Regions from separate parts of the Sus scrofa genome. Here region 2 is linked to region 1. A link is a contact called in public HiChIP or PLAC-seq data. All regions are on one chromosome and are shown on one strand. Each heading gives the region's core, a stretch centred on a gene start, on an enhancer-like site or on the middle of the called end of the contact. The rest is flanking DNA. Distances are from core to core; before and after follow the strand shown.

Region 1 (6,301 bases), core at 1,423-3,922:
TCTGAGCCACATCTGCGACCTACACCACACCTCACAGCAATGCCAGACCCTTAACCACTGAGCGAGGCCAGGGGTCGAACCCACAACCTCATGGTCACCAGTTGGATTCGTTTCCACTGTGCCACAATGGGAACTCCTACATTGATTGTTTTTTTTTTTTTTTTTTGTCTTTTTTTTTTTTTTGCTGTTGTTGTTGTTGTTGCTATTTCTTGGGCCGCTCCTGCGGCATATGGAGGTTCCCAGGCTAGGGGTTGAATCGGAGCTGTAGCCACCGGCCTACGCCAGAGCCACAGCAACGTGGGATCCGAGCCGCATCTGCAACCTACACCACAGCTCACGGCAACGCCGGATCGTTAACCCACTGAGCAAGGGCAGGGACCGAACCCACAACCTCATGGTTCCTAGTCGGATTCGTTAACCACTGAGCCACGACGGGAACTCCTGATTGTTTTTTTTTTGAAGAATGATACAGCCTTGCATTTCTGAGATGAAACAGGTTGTGATGTATTATCTTTGTTTCTTCTGTTGTAAGTCTTGATAGCTTGTCTTTCAAGAAATTGGCGTATTTCATCTAAGTTGTGGAATTTCTGGTCTTAAGGAGACTTGTAGTCTTCCTGTACTATCTTTATGTCTGGGGTCCTTGGCCTGTTTCCTTCCCCATCCCTCATGCTGGCGTGTTCCCTTCTTTTCTCATCTGATCCAGCTAGAGTCCTGTCAATTATATGGCTCTTACTGAAGGACCAAGTTTTGGTTGTATTGATTTTCTAGGGTTTTTCCCCCTAGTTTTAAGTTTGATTGATTTCACCTTTTTTTAAAAGTTACTTTTCTGCTGCTTGTTTTGTATGTAACTTTTTTTTTGATTTCTGAAAGTATAAGTTTAGATTTGAGGCCTTTCTATTTTTCTAACATAAGTGTTTTATTGTTTTATTGTTCATTTTCTTTAAGCAAAGTTCTTTCTGGGGTAGTTAACCATTTTATGTAACGAGGCACATATTTTATATAAATCCTGTGGTGGGAGTTCCCATTGTGGCTCAGTGGTAATGAACCTGACTAGCATCCATAAGGAGGCAGGTTCATTCCCTGGCCTCCTTCAGTGGGTTAAGGATCTGGCGTTGGTGTGAGCTGTGGTGTAGGTGGCAGACGCAGGTCAGAACCCGTGTGGCTGTGGCTGTGGCGTAGGCCAGCTGCTGCAGCTCATATTCACTCCCTGAGAACTTCCATCTGCTGCCTGAGCAGCCCTAAAAAGCAAAAAACAAAAACAAAACCACGTGGTGTGTCTCTCGTGTCTGCGTGTGCCCTGTGGGAGGAGATGCAGCGCACGTAGGTTGGGCACGTGGTTCAGAGACTACGTGGTGACGTCTCAGGTTGGGTCCTCAAATACTGGGATTCTGTGAAGCACTCAGACCCCCGGAGGCCATGCTTTGGTTCCAAACCGTGGGCCACACTGCCTGGTCCCGCCCAGCCGAGCCCCATAGACCGGATGGGTGTCCGCAGAGGGCTTCTTGCCCTCACGTGCCTCTTGTCTCCTTTTCCTTCCAGTCGTGGCCTTCTTGGTGGCCTTCCAGCAGAACAAGCAGCTGATTGGCGACAGGGGGCTGCTGCCCTGCAGGGCCTACCTGAGGCGCGTGCAGCAGCACTTCCGAGGGCGCGCCTGGGACGCCGTCAGCTCCACCCCCACCGTCCTCTGGCTGCTGGACTGGACTCACATGGACTCCAACCTGGACGCCCTGGCGCTCCTCGGGCTGGGCATCTCCTCTTTCGTCTTGGTCTCCGGCTGTGCCAACATGGCCCTCATGGCTGCTCTCTGGCTCCTCTACATGTCCCTGGTCAACGTGGGGCAGATCTGGTAAGAGGGGTGGGTGCGGTAGGCCAAGGCCCTGGGAATGGCACCCCCACAGAGCGCCCTGAGACCTCTCGGCAGCAGGAGCCCCCGGGCAAGCTTCCTTCTCACCTTAGTTCAGACAGCGCCACCGTTTGCGTTAGACCACGGTAGACACGGCTGGCCCCCAGGAGCCTTCCTCCTTTGGGAGTCATCGGGATTCTGGGGGGTGCCATGGCCGCGCCTGAGATCACGGCACCAGCCTCCCAGAGCCAGCAGGCACCGTGGGATGGAGGTGCCGTCGCTGGGCGGGCTGCTGGGCGCACTCTGGTGGCGGGGCCTGGCTTGGACTCTTACAGCCCTGCGCCTGCCCCCAGCTGTCCCTTCCTTGGTGGAGAGGAGCTGCCTGCCATAGGGGGCACAGGGCAGGCCAGCCCCGCTGCAGCACCAAGAGATCAGAAGAGGGGGGCAGCTCCCCGGCAGGGGGGCATCCCGAGGGCATGCAGATGGGGGTGTCCGTGCAGCCAGCGGCTTGAGCCAGGCCCAGGTAACAGTCCAGGGGCTGTGAAGCCCGGACCAGGTTTGAACCCACAGCGGAGGAGGGGCCCCTGGTTCAGGTTCTGGGCTCCAGCCCTTGGGCAGAGTCACCTACCAGAGGAAGCACAGACGATGCTCTAAGAAAAGGCGAAGCCTCGACAAAAAGCTCTGGGGTCGGGTCCCTGTCCTGTAGGAAAGTAGGGTGTGGGAGAGGGTGGCGTCTCCCTGGACGTGGAAGGAGTCAGATTGGGGTGGTGCGCGTGTAGGCAGCGGAGGAGGCTGTGGTGTGTGAGGAGGAGCAGGAGGCGGAGGCGGAGGTGCTGTCCGTGTGAATGAGGAGGATGGGGAGGAGGGGGTGCTGTCCGTGGAGACGAGCAGGAAGTGGGGGGGGTGCAGGCAGGAAGTGTGGGGGAGTGCTGTCTGAGAAGACGAGCAGGAAGTGGGGGGGCGCTGTCCGTGGAGATGAGCAGGAAGTTGGGGGGTGCGAGCAGGAAGTGTGGGGGGGTGCTGTCTGAGAAGACGAGCAGGAAGTGGGGGGGGCGCTGTCCGTGGAGACCAGCAGGAAGTGGGGGGTGCGAGCAGGAAGTGGGGTGCTGTCCGAGAAGACGAGTAGGAAGTGAGGGGGTGCTGTCCGTGGAGACCAGCAGGAAGTGAGGGGGGGCGCTGTCCATAGAGAGGAGCGGGACGTGGGGGGGGCGCTGTCCGTGGAGACCAGCAGGAAGTGGGGGGGGTGCTGTCCGTGTAGACGAGCAGGAAGTGGGGCAGCTCTGGGCTCCTGCTTAGATGTTCACAGCTGGGGCCTCTGCCTCGGGGGCGGGGGGGGAGGTTCATCGGGAGGCCTGAAGCTCTGGGGTGCTGGACCACATCAGGGGCGCTGCCGAGGTTGTGGTCCACGACAGTGAGTGAGTTTTAACCCAGACGCCCGAGTCCTCAGTGCCACTTGTCGGTTTATCTTGTCCCAAGGTTGTCCCGTGTGCCAGGTACCGTCATGGGCCTCATCCTGTCTCCTGTGGTCTGGGCCCTGGTCCCTGAGCAAGTGCGAGTGACACCAGTGTCACAGCAGAAGACACCTGCCCACAGTGCAGTGTGCAGAGGAGGCCCAGTTCTCACCCCACCTGCCATCCGTGCTCCTGGGAGCCTGGTGTGGACGCGTTGTGTTGACCACAGCACCCTGGTCGTCAGGGGAGGAGTTTCGGCCGAGGCTCGGGGACTCAGCTGCCTGGCATGAGCCTGTGAATCAGAAGCAGCAGCCACGGGCGCCGCTCAGCTGCAGCGTCCCCAGTGGCTGGCGGCCAGGACGTGCTGACACCGGTGGTTCAGTTCCATACGGAAGGTGTGTCGGCTTCCAGGAGAAAGGCATTTACATCTGACTTACAGCCTTTGCTTCCTCAAGCCCAGGCGGCGCGGGTGGAAGCAGGGCTGGTGCCCACTCGGCGCCGGACCCTGGGGCCCATCAGGCAGCTGTGAGGTGAACGGAGCTCCTTCCCTCCCACCTGCTCCTCCCCACCTGCGTTCCTGGGGTGCTCTCACCTTGGCGTCTGGCCTTCTCGGTGGCCGCAGGCCATCGCTGCCCGCCTCCAGGCTCTCTGGTTAGTGGCTCCTTTTCCTTAGGACATGTGATTTGGTTTGGTTTGGTTTTGGCCGCAAGCGTGGCATGTGGAAGTTCCTGGGCCAGCGGTTGAACCCGTGCCACAGCAGTGACCTGAGCTGCTGCACTGACAATGCCTGACCCTCAGCCCTTGGGCCTCCAGGGAACTCAGGGACATGTGACTTCAGTGTGGGTCGGAGGAGAGAGCGCTCTAGGCTCCCTCATCTCATTCTAACAGCCGGGTGATGGAGGGACACACGGGGCGCTCTGCAGTGTCCTCGAGGCTGGCGTGCAGGACCACACGTGATGCCTGGGAAAACGGCACCACGGACGGGTTTACCTCACACACTGTTCCCTTCAGTCACGCCGTGCGTGAGCGGGTCAGAGCGGCATTTGAAAACAGGTCGACGTATGTGTGGCCAGTTGGAGCCTTGTACTTTTTCACGGGAGGAGACGCTCTGTCCTCCACCTGGTGTGTAAAGAAATGTGGCTCGAATTCACTTCAGCCCTCGGAGCGACACCTTGCGGGTCGTAGATGAAAAATCTAAAAGGAAACAGCGACCTGTCAGTGGAGACCAGTGGGTTATTGACCAGACCCTGGCTGGACTGCAGGCTGCTTGCTGGGGCCCAGACATGGGACCCCAGGGGAGGCTGTTGGAGGCAGGCCCCTCGGTCTGGAAGGGGTCTCAAGCATCCTTGACGGATGCTGGTTTCGGGTGTTCAGAGTGAGGCCGAAAAGGGACTGGGCGACAGAGGCCGCAGACGTGGAAACCGGGCTCTCCTCACCTCGGTGCCCGGCGTGAGGGGAGACGCTCTTCTTTCATGTCCTGTTTATTGTAACTTGAGAGGAAAGGATATCTCTTGGGGTGAGATGCTCAGATAATGGACACTGTTGATGGGACGACTTTCAAGTGTTGTCCAGCTGGCGGCCTGGGGGGGACAGGAAGTCACCGTGGAGCGAGGAGGCGCCAGGCAGGTGCACGCGGCACATCTCTGCTGGCACGGCAGCCCCCGTGTCTGGGTCTCATGGCAGGGTGCCTGCCCGGCCTTGCTCGCGTGTGCTGTGGCTGCTGCTCCGCAAGGAGCCCCTCTCTCTTCTCTTAAGTGGGCGCCCCCTCCGCTCCTGCTGGCCCTGGCCAGCATCTGCGACGGAGCCCCAGCGCAGGAGGGGAGTGTTCTCAGCAGATGTGTGGTCCGTTGCTGCCGAGCAAGGCATCGTGGCAAGTCACCCTCCCCGATGGCCTGCTTGTGCTGGGACCCTGACTGCCCTCCACCGCCCTCCTGACGTGGTCCAGCGTGTGCACAGCTCGGCCGGCGGGAGCCCCATGAATCCACTTCGCGGTGGTGACGGCCAGGTCCTCTGGTGGGGGGAGCAGCGTCGGTGGCGGGGATAGCGCTCTGTAGGGGATGACCCGGGTCCTCAGACTTGGGAAGCGACACTTTCAACGGAGCCAGAAAAGCCTCTTTATGACCTTGTCTCGGCAGTGGCAGGGAGGAGGGGGATCACAGCCGTCCCACCTCGTGGTGGGAACAAGGGCCTCGAGGCGGAGGGCAGGCTGGGGTCGTGTGCCCCGCGGGTTCCGGCTCTCAGGGTCCTGTCCCAGAGCTGCACCTAGAGGCAGCGGGCAGCCCAGGGCCAGGCTGTGGCTGCGGGAGCAGGCACGCGGCTCGCTCAGCCCGCCCTGAGCGCGCTGAGACCTGGCCAGGCCCCGTAAACGCCCCGCCTGTGTTGTCGCTGTGGCTGTGCCCCCCAGCTCCACGAGTCAGTGCGTCCACACTTGGCCTGCCTCCCCATGTGGCCCACTGGGGCGACCTGGGGCTTCTTCGTGACTCCTCCTCGCCTGTGTCTCACCAGGCTCTATCCTCCTCACGTGACCCAGTGTTTCTGGAACCTTCCATAGCTGCCAGCACCGGTTGGCCTGAGTCCGGAGGGGCCATCGGCTCTCCTGCTCCCAGGCCCCCGAGGTTGATCAGGAACAGGTGTGCCAGCTTCCTTTGCGTTTCCGCCATCCAAGGCCAGCAGTTAAAGGGTGGCGTTTTCACTCGTGGGCAGATCCGCGAGGATGAACTGCGCCGTCCTCATGGGCCTTGGCCCCACCCGGGGTTGAAGGCCAGGCAGACTTGGGCTTGGTCTTCCAGGTCCTGGCAGCCGGCCCTGTAGCCTCTAGACCAGGGCTGCTGTCAGGCGCCTTGTGGGGGTGGGAACGACCCCTGCCCTGGGGCCCCCTGTTCCACAGACTCACAAGCTGGCTGGCGGTGGAGCTGTGGGCTGGGCGGGGAAGACCTTGGACCTGGGCGGCCAGAGGCAGCGGTGCCCTTCCCTCGCGGCCTTTGCTTAGGCGGCGGCTCTGCTGCCC
Region 2 (7,001 bases), core at 2,284-4,783, 130 kb after region 1:
CCGCGGCCTCTGCCGCAGCCCGTGTCCTGGGTCCTCCGGGAATCGCAAAGAGCCGGGCCTCAGCGAGACTGAGGGGCAAGGCAGCCCTGACGACAACGCAGATTTCCGCAAGCTCGTCGCGCCTCAGAAAACTCTGCTAAATGTTCCCGTCTGACCTTCCTCATTGACAAAAAAGGAATCAAAAATCAGCACATCAACGTGGACAGAACACCAGAAAGGGTGCAAGGTGGCCACACATGGTTCTCAAGGTGCCTCCCGGGCCATGAGGTCCGACTTTCACAGGGCTGCTAAGAACTGTCTTTCCGGAGTAGTAGTATCCGACTAGGAACCATGAGGTTGTGGGTTCGATCCCTGGCCTCGCTCAGTGGATTAAGGATCCAGCGCTGCCGGGAGCTGCGGTGTAGGTCGCAGACGCGGCTCAGATCCGGCGCTGCCGTGGCTGCGTTGGAGACCGGCGGCTGTAGCTCTGATTCAACCCCTAGCCTGGGAACCTCCATATGCCACAGGTGCGGCCCTAAAAAGACAAAAAAAAAAAAAAAACTTTCTTTCTCACACCGGTTCTCCAGAAAGGATACACGAGATGCTCCTGAGGCTCCCTACGTGACAGGCGGAGTCAGAACCGCCTGAAGGCAGAAGCCGAAACTGCAGCGCCTTTAAGCAACCTACCGGCACAAGCCTAAAACCAAGGCTGAACAAAACTGTCTTTTGTTAAGATGCCACGTCTACCTGCAGCGGATTTATTATCGCCGGTTTTCCGTAAAAAGTATTAAGCGTAACAGCGTCTCCATTTTTGTTCCTAACACAGTAAATACCCTGCTGTCATCTCATAACAGGAGCTTGAAAAGGTTCAGAACCAAAGGGTCCCGAGACAGAAAGGGAAAGGTGGGCCTGGCCTGTGGATATGGGACAGCGACAGCGGCTGCATGGGCCTGTGTCCCCACCTAGTGGCAGGGCCAGGCAGGCAGGTAGGTGCACCAGCTGACCCAGCTCGGAGCCGCGCAAAATCCCGGGGCCTCAGATGTCATTTTGGATGATTCAGGTGACGGAAGCGTGAAACTGTCCTGACAGGGCTGCTGGGACACTGGCGGGAGACCAAGCTCCACAGACCTCGGCCCAGACCCGCTCAGGGCCTCCAGACACCGGGGAAGCAGCTCACCCCCGCGCTGCCACTGGCACATCTGCCCATCAGAGACCGACCCGGGAGGGAGACGTCAACCCAGGCGCTGCCCAGCACACAGCAGCTGTGGAGGAGCAAGAAGCGGCCTCAAAGCCAGAACTCTGGACTCACCAAGCCAGGGTGGCAGGGGCGCGTGGGTGCCGAGCAGCACCCCTGGCCTCCACCCACTCAGCACCAGAACCACTCCCCGTGCAAGCCGCCGTCTACACCCTGGCAGATGGTGGCAGGGCAAGACCCGACACGGGTCCCAGGAGAGCAAGCTCACGACTCCTTTCCTGGGCCCTCATCTCCTGGACTCTGTCTCCAACAGGCCCCTTCCACTCCCTGCGAGCCTCGCCCACTTGCCGTCCAAGCCACAGGCCGCGCAACAGCGGCACCCGGAGTCCATCACTGACTCACATCACAAGACACGCTTTGTCCTCTGCACCCAGCTTGCAAATCGAACACAAATCTGCCTCGTGTCCAGCTCCCCGACAGACCTCAAGATGCAGCCGGAACAGTCACTACACGGCTCGCTCAGGTCTCTAGAACCCTTTGGGGGGAAAGGGGGTCCCTGAAGGGGACAGAGTGGGTGGGGAGATCTGGGATCAAGGGAAGTCAGAGGGGCGAGATGGGTGGGGGGCCTGAGAGAGGACTTGAAGGGATACATGGGTGGAGGGACCTGAGGGATGACACAGGTAGAGGAACCTGGGGGGGGGGGACCTGAGAGGAGGGAACGGAGGGAGGACCTGAAGAAGACCTGAGAGAGGACATGGTGGGGGGACCGGAGGGGAGGGACCTGAAACTGGGGGGGACCGAGGGATAACACAGGCAGAGGGACCTGAGGAGGGGACCTGAGAGGAGGGAACGGAGGGGGGACAAGGTGGGGGGACCTGAGAGAATGGGGGGGTGCTGAGGGATGACACAGGCAGAGGGACCTGAGGGGGGGACCTGAGAGGGAGAACCTGGGGGCGGACCTGAGGGATGACACAGGCAGAGGCACCTGAGGAGGGGACCTGAGAGGAGGGAACGGAGGGGGGACCTGAAGAAGACCTGAGGGGGGACATGGTGGAGGAACCTGAGGAGAACTGAGGGGGAGGGGCCTGAGAGAGGACATGGTGGGGGGACCGGAGGGGGGGACCGGAGGGGGAGGGACCTGAGAGAAACTGAGGGGGGAACTGAGGGATAACATAGGCAGAGGGACCTGAGGAGGGGACCTGAGAGGAGGAACAGAGGGGGGAAAAGGTGGGGGGACCTGAGAGAACTAGGGAGGGGGCCTGAGGGATGACACAGGCAGAGGGACGTGAGGGGGGACCTGAGAGGGAGAACCTGGGGGGGGGAACCTGAGGGGGGCACCTGAGAGGAGGGAACGGAGGGGGGACATGGTGGGGGAACCTGAGGAGAACTGAGGGGGGACCTGAGAGAGGAGGGAATGGAGGGGGGACATGGTGAGGGGACCTGAGAGAACTGGGGGGGGGGCGGCTGAGAGATGACACAGGTAGGGGGACCTGAAGGGGGGGACCTGAGAGGAGGGGACGGAGGGGGGACATGGCAGGGGAACCTGAGAAGGAGAACTGAGGGGGGGACCTGAGAGAGGACTTGGTGGGGGGACCGGAGGGGAGGGAACAGAGGGGGGACATGGTGGAGAGACCTGAGAGAACCTGGGGGGGGGGGGGACCTGAGGGATGACACAGGTAGAGGGACCGGAGAGGAGGGACCTGAGGAGGGACCCCCGAGGGGAGCCACAGACGGCGGACTGAGAAGGAGACGCGGGCTGGGCAGCGGCGGCTCGCCCGCTCCGTCGTCCGTCTCCAACGTGGCCCCTCTGGGCACGGAGCTCCGCGGCCGGTCACGCTCACCCATGGCAACGTCCGTCCCCCTGCGAAGCCACCGGCCATGACCTAACCGGGGCCACAGAAGCCGGGTCAAGGGAACCCCGAGAGCCGGAGGCGCCAGCAGCTGCCTCCACGCCACCGCCGCCCTGAGGCCGCTGCCGCCACCGCCCCGCGGGAACACGGCTTCGTCACGCGCGACGACGTACGGCAGGCCCCGCCCCTCGCGCCGGTGGGCGGGCCCTGGACTAGCCCCGCCCCTTTCCCCCATCCCTGACCCGGAAGGGCTGTCCCGAGGGGCGGGGAGCTTCGAGCTCCGCTGCGGCCGCGGCGGCGGTGGGGCGCGCAACTCTGGGCTGGGCTTCGCGGCCCGCTGTGCCCGTGACCCGGCCGGGTGCGGAGCCTGCCGGCAGGCCTTCCCCCGCAGAGCCGCAAAGAACTGTCTCCGTGATGCACACCCACGTTAATGCCATTAAGAGCCCCGGAAACCTTCGCTCGGCTCGAGTGCTCTAGACAAACGAGCCGTCCGCCTCCGTCCTAGGGCTCAGTGACGGCATTTGTTGCGTCGCGGTTTCCCGTCGAATCCCGGCCTTGCGAGGAACCTACCGACCCTGTTCTGCGGCCTGAGGTCGCGGCGGATGAGTTTGGGGGGACCGCCGGCCCCCTGCGCTGCCCGGTCCTCCCCGGGCCGGGTCCCCAGGACAGACTCGCTCTGGGCGAACCCGAGCAGCGAGCCTGGCGCACCTGGGAGCCCAGAGCGTGGGGAGGGCCCGGCGCGTGCCCGTCCCCGCCCCGCGAGCTCCTTGGTCCAGGGCGTGTTCCCGGGGACAGCCACAGGCCAGAGCTTGCCCCTCTCGGGGACTGCAGTTGGCTTGATCCTCTCCCGCGTCAGACGACAGACCTTCTCGCCGGGAGATTTAGTTCCAGGGGTGGAGAGTGTCTACATTCCTGTAGATCTGCCGTCTGCCTCTCAGACTGGGCAAAGGAGACTTCTGCACAGACCCCGTCAGGAAGTGGCAGGAGCAGCCCAGCTGAGGGACCCCGAACTGGACCTGGGCGTGTGACCGTGCACCGTCCCGGTGGAGACCCCGCCCCCTGGCTCAAGACAGGGGTCTTTTCTGAAAGACCTCGGGGATACTTTAGGTTCCCCATTCAATCACTTGGGCTGTGTGGTCACCAGAGCTTCTGATGAGATAAGCAGATGGCCAGGAATTCCAGGTGTTCCCGGCACTGGAGGGAAGAATTCACTTCAGTAAGGGACACTAAGCCTGCAGAAGAGGCTGGGACCTGGGGGAGAGCCCCAGAGCCCCAGGCCTCAGTTTCCTGCTCAGCCAATTGATCAGACTTACCCTGGGCAGCGAGCAGGCTGGCATCTTGCGTGCCTTGGGGCGAGGCCCCCACCTGACAGGGCGATGTCCCTCCAGGTGTCCCCCTCCGCTTCTGTGGAAAAGCTCTGGACATGGAAGCTCTTTCTAGAAGGTCTCTTTTGTCCTCCTCCATGTGGCAGGTATTGCTGGGGACCAGAAACACACCTGTCGGAGTTCCCATCGTGGTGCAGCTGAAACGAATCTGACTAGGAGCCATGAGGTTTCGGGTTCGATCCCTGGCCTCGCTCAGAGGGTGGGGGATCCAGCGTTGCCGTGAGCTGTGGTGTAGGTTGCAGACATGGCTCGTATCCCGCGTTACCATGGCTGTGGTGTAGGCTGGCAGCTGCAGCTCCAATTAGATCCCTAACCTGGGAACTTCCATATGCTGCATGTGTGGCCCTAAAAAGCAAAAAAAAAAAAAAAAAAAAAAAAAAAAAAACTTGTGGAAGCCCCAAGTCCCACCCCAACTTGGCTGCTGGCCCAAGGAGGTATCCTGGGTGGTGTGCTAGGCTGGTCTGCATTTGTTTCCTCTGGAAGGCAGCAGGGGTGAGCTGTTCCTGGAATTGGCCCACAGCAGGCTGTGCTCATGCTGGACCAGCCTGGCATCACTTCATCAGAGGCTGTCGGGTCAGCTGTGAGACAGTGCAAGGGGCCCTCTGCAGGCCCCCAGCCACACTTACATGGCCACATGCCACCACTGCCCCATGCTCAGGGAGGACCTGACAGTGCAGCTGCAAGTTGAGAGAGACAGCCCCCACGGTAACCTGATGTGTGCCTCTACCCTGCTCACCCAACTTTGTGGCACCTTTGGGGGTGCAGACCTGTGGACTCACCAGCAATGCGAGGAACGCCTGAGTGGCATCTGCCTCATCAGGAGGGGCCCCTTGTGACCTGTGGGCACTAGAGTGTTCTGTGCTTGGGCAGGTGCAGACCCTGGGCCCCAACTACATGGTGAGCTTGTCCTGTTCCTGAGCCCCAGGAGTCCTGAAATACAGACCACGTGTGTCTTCCCACGCCCCATGCTGGCTCTGCCAGCACCATGACAGGACTGGAGCAGGAGCAGGGATGAGATGGAGTCACCTATGGACCACAGAGCTGTCGCGTCCCTGAAACTTTGTGACTCAGAGGCCATGCTGACTAGAGTCCATGATTCCCTGGTGTCATTTGTTGTTTGTTTTCCACATGTGAGTATAAGAGCTTAAGTTACTTTCGAAAATCATTTTCAGGGAGTTCCCCTTGTGGCTCAGTGGAAACAAACCTGACTAGTATCCATGAGGATACAGGTTCGATCCCTGGTCTTGCTCAGCAGGTTAAGGATCCAGCGTTGCCATGAGCTGTGGTGTAGGCAGCAAACGTGGCTCAAATCCCACGTTGCTGTGGTGTAGGCTAGCGGCTATAGCTCCGATTCAGCCCCTAGCCTGTGAACCGCCACATGACACAGGTGTGGTCCTACAAAGACAATAAATAAATAAATAAAATCAACTATACTTTAAAAAAAAATCATTGCAAAATTTTCAAAATTTCAAAGATTATTCAAGAACTACCTTTTTTTTTTTTTTTTTGGCTTCTTAGGGCCGAACCCGCAGCATATGGAGGTTCCCAGGCTCAGGGTGGAATCGGAGCTACAGCCACCGGCCTACCCCACAGCCACAGCAACGCTGGATCCAAGCAGCGTCTGCAACCTACACCACAGCTCACGGCAATACCGGATTCTTAACCCACTGAGCGAGGCCAGGGAGCAAACCCACATCCTCCTGGATGCTAGTTGGCTTCATTAACCGCTCAGTCTCGAAGGGAACTGCAACAACTACCTGTTTTTTAAGAGCTCTGTTTAACTGGGGGAAATTAAAAACCTCTCTGGTATCTTCCAATGCCTGCATTTGCCTATGCCAGTTTTGTTTCCAGGGATAGGAAATAAGTTGGTATGCCCCCTGTGGCCACTGTCACTGTGCTTCAGGAGGGGGCTCAGTCTGTTGTAACCCCAAAGGTCCCATGTCCACCCTGGGATGGAGTGCTGGCAGGCTGGGCCCCTGCTGTCCCCCACCAGGCCTGGGTCCTGCAGTGTAGGCCATTTGTCTTTGAGTTTCCTCACCGGAGGCCAGGCCTGTGGCCCTGGAAGGACTATGTGTAGGATCTGTCCCACCAAGGTCTGAAGAGAAGCTGCAAAGGGGAGGTGGTCTCACACGGGCCTCGTCATACCTGCACATCAGGCTGGATCTGCCGGGGCTGTGTGCTCCCTTGCTGGGGCGCCATGCGTGGAGAGCCCCGGCCTCCAGAGGACCCTGAGGGAGAACTGGCAGCAGTGGGGGTGGCGCTGGGTCACCAGTACTCCCTGCACACTGAGAAGGGACTGGGTGAGAGGCTGGCCCTGGCCCCAGCCCCTGCCCAGCAAGGCCATGGGGCAGTGTGACATCCAGACAGCACCAGGCTGCAGGTGCCACCTGGTCAAGACATGCCCTCCTCCTGCACCCCCATCCTCCTCAGAGACCTGCCCCACACCTCTGATCCTTCCTGAGCCCTAAAAGCGGCACACGGGGTCCCCAGCTCAGGGTCTCCCTGCCCCTGACCCCAGCCCGCGCTGCTGCCCCAGTCAGGACTGCAGGTGTGCAGCCGGGAGCTGCCATTTCTAGGCCAGCAAGGAGCCTT

What was found. HiChIP or PLAC-seq counts read pairs in DNA pulled down with a chosen protein or histone mark.
Region 2: a contact with region 1 is called in an H3K27ac HiChIP or PLAC-seq map of alveolar macrophages. The contact joins two enhancer-like sites. A contact is called at or near these places in 1 of 47 Hi-C or Micro-C datasets (epiblast stem cells) and 1 of 2 datasets of contacts at active chromatin or transcription factors (alveolar macrophages).

What each region holds. Positions count from the first base shown.
Region 1 is chr3:40,856,504-40,862,804 of Sscrofa11.1, forward strand. It overlaps LMF1 (lipase maturation factor 1), which reads left to right. Exons shown (of 11, transcript XM_021086874.1): 2 at 1,540-1,846. Among named protein-coding and RNA genes, the nearest start is that of LMF1, 18 kb to the left of the region's middle. Within about 2 kb of position 2,673, at least 13 of the 83 cell types and tissues checked have an H3K27ac peak or open chromatin away from gene starts, as enhancers often do. A contact at or near this core is called in alveolar macrophages, where this site is marked.
Region 2 is chr3:40,989,733-40,996,733 of Sscrofa11.1, forward strand. No RefSeq gene overlaps it. Among named protein-coding and RNA genes, the nearest start is that of GNG13, 4.3 kb to the right of the region's middle. Within about 2 kb of position 3,534, at least 68 of the 83 cell types and tissues checked have an H3K27ac peak or open chromatin away from gene starts, as enhancers often do. A contact at or near this core is called in alveolar macrophages, where this site is marked.